Linked DNA regions of Capra hircus: region 2 is linked to region 1. The links are chromatin contacts, called in public Hi-C maps. All regions are on one chromosome and are shown on one strand. The core of a region is the stretch at or near the end of the contact, and the rest is flanking DNA. Distances in the headings are between cores, read along the strand shown.

Region 1 (2,846 bases), core at 170-2,669:
GGAGCAGAACATGGAGAGAAGGTGAGGATTGCTCGACCTCCACCAGGCATACATGGGAAATTTTCATTTCCTGTTCCATCACAGGGAGGCTTTATGTTTGGGTCATTGCTTGTGCCCACGGTGAATGTCTCAGCTGTCTGAACGGCTAGGGCTTCCCGTTGTGTCTCTACTCTGAGTCCTGTGTTCTCCCTCAAGAGGAGGTAGAGAAAGAGCTGGGCAGGTAGGTTGCAGGGTTGATGTTGTTTTAGCTTTGCAAAAAGGAGTGGCTTTATTTCAGAGGAATTTTCACCAGGATGGCTAAAATGAAAAGGACTGACAACACCAAGTGTTGACCAAGGAGGAAAGCAATCAGAGCCCTCCATCATTGCTGGTGAAAGTGTAAACTGGAGCCACCAACTTCAGACTCCTCAGATTCCAGCAATGGCTCTGGCCATCCCACTTCTAGGAATAGGCTCAGAAGAAACAAGTGTTTGTGCTACCAAAAGATGTGGAAAAGGAAGTTCACTGTGCTGTACCCTATAATAGTAAAAAAACAAAACAAAAAACTAGGAGCAGCCACCTAAATGTGGGATGGATAAATGACATATGGTAGATTCCCTCAATGGAATAAGATACAGTGAAGAGACCTGGATGGTTACACACAGATATGCTTAGTAAAAGGAGCCAGACACAAAAGAGTGTGTTCTGTGTAATCCCATTTATAGGAAATTCCAAAAAGGCAAAAGTAATTTGTGACAATAAAGACCCGAATAGTGGTTGCCTCTGGCAGGAGTCTACATGGTATCAAGCTGAGTGCCTTAGATCTGTGCATCTTATTGCATTATCGGTTTTACCTTAATGAGAAAGAATTAAAGGTATCTAGTGTGTTTTCTTCTTTCCAGATGAACAACTTATTATTTATTCATCCTTTTTTTCCCCCACTGCTCTGCCTCTTTAGAAAAAGATTAGAGGTGATTTACAATGGTGTTGAACTGTATTTGTCAGTGAAGAAATCTGAGAGACACCAAAATTAAGGCAGGAAAAAAAAAAGGTGGAACCAGATGGGAGGGTAGCCCTCAGAATTTAGGCAGCTGGCCTCCTGCACTTCCCAAGGGTGAATGGAATGGAATGCGGCTTCCTAGAGTCAATATGCAGAAGAAACACAAGTCCACATTCAAGTTAACAGCCCAGCTGATCAGAGGCACAGATGATTGAGCAAAACCACTCCTGGGCCATCTCAGAAAAAGGCAACTCTGGAATCAAACCCATTCCTGTTTAAAGTTTGTCAAACTTTCCTTCTGGGACCCTGGATCCCCTACATTTTCTGCCTCCCACCCTGCCCTCGAAGACAGTCAAGTTCGCGTGCTGTGTTGCCCAGTTCACGTCTCCGGGTGCCGTCTGCGGGATGCCCCTCTCGTGAAGGCTGGGCTCTATTCTCTGGGGGTGCTCGGCATGCTGGCCTGGCTCCTGGGCCCCAGGCCTGCACCCTCAGCATGGACTCGGATGCTCAGACCATCTCTTCCCTTGTCAGTGCTCCTCGGTGGCCTGGTCCCTTCCCGAGGGACAGGTCTTCTTGCAGCAGCTCCCGGGGGGCTGGACTCTTTCCATTTTGGCATTTGGGTTAAGGAGTCTTTCCACTTTCTGGCTCCAGTTTTTGAGTTGAATTCATATATTGCCCCAGTAACTAGGGGGAAAAAGAAACACACAACCAATATATAAACAAAGGAATCCAAGTGCTTCTCTGCTCCCTCCTCTCCACTCAGCTCTCATCTCACCCCCAGCTAGAAAGAAGGAAAGCAGGCTTGTGAAAAACACAGACAAGCTTCACCAGCCTGCCCTTTCCAAGAGCTGAGCTACATGGCTCTGACCACACGGGTTGCAGATTTCAATGCTTCCCTAGAAAGAAAGGTTTAAGAGAGTCTCTTCCCCAGTGGCTCAGATGGTTGAGAATCTGCCTGCAGTACAGGAGACCTGGGTTCTATCCCTGGGTCGGGAAAATCCCCTAGAGAAGGACATGGCAAGCCCCTCCAATATTCTTGCCTGGAGAATCCCATGGACAGAGGAGCCTGGTGGGCTGCAGTCCATGGGGTTGCTAAGAGTCGGACACGACTGAGTGACTACCACTTTCACACTTCCACAAGGTCACCTCAGTGGCAGGACTAGAGGCCACAGAAGTCCGGAGCTTCAGATAAATTAGGTCCGTTTTCTCATGGAGTTACCCATTATGTTCTGATGTGTTTGTTTAAAAAGACCCCCTGAATCCCTGCTATAAGCAGGAATCCACCAAGTAAGAAAAGAAACTTTGATTTTTATTTACGTTATGTTAGCAGAGATTTACAGACACAGACTCACAAATCTGGCCTCTATTGAGATGATGCAAGGGAGCCATTTTTATCATGTCGGTGCCAGCAGACGCTAATTGGTGTTTGTTCACATTCGTCCAGTTGGCTCATTTCTTCCTTTTTCCTTCTCTCAAAAACACAGACGCAGGAGAACAGCCTCGGCCCTTCCTGGCTTTTGCCCCAGAAGATCTAGTTTCCAGTGTGCCCCTGCTCCTGCAGCACGAGTGGCCTCTCAGGCAGAGGATCCCACCAGCACTTATGCTAATGTGGGCACATTATGGTAACAAGTACCTAATAATAGAGGGAAATTTAATTCCAGCAGCAGCAGCAGCCTCCCCTGGAGAGGAGCCATCCTCCTTCCGAGGAGGACCGAGCTGAGCCGTTCACATGTGAGGGTGGCAGGAAGCCAACACACTTGCCTCCCGAATTTGGTTTCCTTCCCTTTATTCACGTCTATAATTGAGCCTTTGTAAGTGAAGGGATGTGTGTAAAGGAGCTAAATTTGGAGCTGATTTCATGGGGGTG
Region 2 (2,846 bases), core at 113-2,612, 360 kb after region 1:
TTGTGTTATATGATTTAACTTTCGTTGCAAAGATTGGCCCATTCATCAAACACTGATTGGGCCAAGTGCTAAATAGTGTATATATATATATATATCTGGGATAACTGGAGTGATGAATACATTTGGTTCAAGTCCCTGTCCTCAGGTAGCTCATGGTCTGGCCAGGTCTCAGGGTCATAGAACTAAAACCTTGCTCTTTGATGTGATAAGTATGGCAGAAACACCAAGGAAGGCAGAGCCAGCGCTGAGAGGAGAGGACCCGACAACCGGAGGAAGGCAGGTGGGGGCGTGTTCACCCCGAGGAGGAAGGCGGGCCCAGCAGCAGAAGGAACCGCCCACCCGCCGCAAGGCCCAGAGCCAGGCAGACGCACACGGTGTTCAAGGAGCAGAGCTCCTGGAGGCTGTGGGAGAAGGTGCCGAGGGCGGGAGCCGTGTGGGGCCAGCTGTGAGGGTGGACTTGGTCCGCTGGGCAGTGGGTAGCCCTCAGAGCCCTCTAAGCAGCAGGATAGCAGGGTCGGATTTGCACTGGTGGAGACAACTTGAGCACAGGGAGCGGCTAGATGGAAGGTCTGATGATAGGATTTTGATCCAGATTCTGGCAAGCAGTGAGGACAGTGAGGACATTGAAGTAACGTAGAAAGGAGATGTTGATAGCGTAGAATTTTTTAAAAACACAAACTGTATTTAATCGGGGACAAAGCATCTCCTGAGTTTGCTATAGATCAGTGTGAAGACTCAACTCTTGAAGGTTTAAACAAAATGTGCTTGCCGTTCTGGATGGAGGTGGTTTGGTATGGGACTGCCTGCCCAGTGCTGGATTCCAACACGGAGAAGGAGGAATAGGAAAGACGCTTCCTGGGGAAGTGCCGCTGCGAAGGAAGCTGGGAGCAGAGGCTGGAGCGCTGACAGTAGCCAGGGATGCTATGCTCAGAGCAAGCTTCCTGAAAGCAAAGGCTGGGGGCCTGGGCCCTGGTCCCTGCTCCCCTCCTTCCCTGGCAAGGGCACGGAAGATGTTCTTTGAAAGCCCTGTCTCTCCAAGTCAGTGTTGGCCGCAGGGCTTGAGCCAGGCCGTGACCGTGGTGGTGTGCTGTCTGTGGAAGGCCCGGCAGGGGCAGGCTGGACGGCTTTTAGCTCCAGCAGCGGGAGCTGGTGACCTCTGGCGGCTGCAGGCGGAAGCGCGCCCACTGGCCACTCCTGAGCAAAGCCTGGCTGCTCTGGGGGCTCCATTCCGCCCTGCAGTAGTGCTCCCTCCAGAATCCTCCTGATTCCTGATCTCTTCCATCTCAGATCCTGCCCTCAAAGGCCCTTGATACCGTCCATGCCTTGCTGTGAATTTCACTAGGTACTCATTTTCATTGTGAGGCTCCTCATTCTCGTATATAGCAGGAAAGGCACTGAGCAGGTATGGTTGTTTGATCTGGGCTTGTCTTAAATTTCTCTGGGACTTATCACCCGAGGCAGCACCCCTGCAGGCAGGCCAGTCTCCAGTGCACTCCGGAGACAGCCTGTCCAGCTTTGCCAGGACTCTGTTTTCCCTTTGTTATCTTCCTCTTTCCTCTGATTGCTGATTTTTCCCATGATCTTGGAGCATCATGACTCCCCAGGAATGTCAGCACATTAAGTGCCTGTTGATCTCTCATTGGGTCTGGAGACTACCTCCTAAGCTCCTTGCCTTGGGAACCCCTGCTTAACAGAAGTGCCAGAGACACTAACAGAGGCTGATGCTGGGACTTCTTGCTTCTAGGGAATCTGGAGCAGCCTAGAAAGGGGCACATGCAGTTCTTCCGGAGGAGGAAATTTTAGGGCCATCACAGAGATCCCCACCGCCTCACACACTTCAGGGTTGCAGAAGACAACATGTTCATATGAGAGGAGACTGGAGTTCCTCTCACTCTTGTAGAATATGTATCCATGTGGGAACTTTTACCACTAGTCCAGGCTTGGGCAGTACCTAGGAGACTGGGTTGGAGAAAGTAGGTGGGATTGCAAAGCAGGACCAAGGGCTCCTGGAAAGGGATCAAGTCTGTAAAGGCTTCTCACTCAGCTCTGTCTTTTCCCTTTGCCACCGCCAGGAAATTGTCCTCCACTCTGGGTGAATATGGAGGGCCAGTTGCTCCCACTCAACTTCTTTTCCTGCCTTCTCCTCCTCCTCATCCACCCCCCCTCTCCATTGTGGGACCAGAAGACTCAAAGAGGACAAAAATTTCTGACGGTGACAATGACTTGCACACAGACATCTACCCCAGAAGCATCAGGGTCCGTGGGGGTGGTGTCTCTCCTTCTTGTTTTAGCCTCAGTTTATTGAGGGTCAACTATGTGCCCAGGGACTAAGCTAGGAACTTGATACATATTATCTCAGTTAATCGCTTCAGATATCTATCATGATCTTCATTTTACTGATAAGGAGACTGAGGCCTGAGTTCAGTTCAGTTCAGTTCAGTCGCTCAGTCGTGTCCGACTCTTTGCGACCCCATGAATCGCAGCACACCAGGCCTCCCTGTCCATCACCAGCTCCCGGAGTTCACTCAGATTCACGTCCATCAAGTCGGTGATGCCATCCAGCCATCTCATCTTCTGTCGTCCCCTTCTCCTCCTGCCCCCAATCCCTCCCAGCATCAGAGTCTTTTCCAATGAGTCAACTCTTCGCATGAGGTGGCCAAAGTACTGGAGTTTCAGCTTTAGCATCATTCCTTCCAAAGAAATCCCAGGGTTGATCTTCAGAATGGACTGGTTGGATCTCCTTGCAGTCCAAGGGACTCTCAAGAGTCTCCTCCAACACCACAGTTCAAAAGCATCAATTCTTCAGTGCTCAGCTTTCTTCACAGTCCAACTCTCACATCCATACA

Evidence for each region. Hi-C and Micro-C count contacts between places; a contact is called where the count stands out from the background.
Region 2: a Hi-C map of blood shows a contact between it and region 1, with 2.7 times the contacts expected there. The contact joins two enhancer-like sites. A contact is called at or near these places in 3 of 5 Hi-C or Micro-C datasets (blood and liver).

Annotation. Positions count from the first base shown.
Region 1 is chr4:73,196,867-73,199,712 of ARS1.2, forward strand. It overlaps CDHR3 (cadherin-related family member 3), which reads right to left. Exons shown (of 18, transcript XM_018047505.1): 18 at 691-1,663. The coding sequence ends at 1,410. Among named protein-coding and RNA genes, the nearest start is that of CDHR3, 52 kb to the right of the region's middle. Within about 2 kb of position 1,420, at least 2 of the 5 cell types and tissues checked have an H3K27ac peak or open chromatin away from gene starts, as enhancers often do.
Region 2 is chr4:73,559,104-73,561,949 of ARS1.2, forward strand. The region is part of intron 4 of ATXN7L1 (ataxin-7-like protein 1); the gene reads left to right. Among named protein-coding and RNA genes, the nearest start is that of RINT1, 93 kb to the right of the region's middle. Within about 2 kb of position 1,363, at least 2 of the 5 cell types and tissues checked have an H3K27ac peak or open chromatin away from gene starts, as enhancers often do.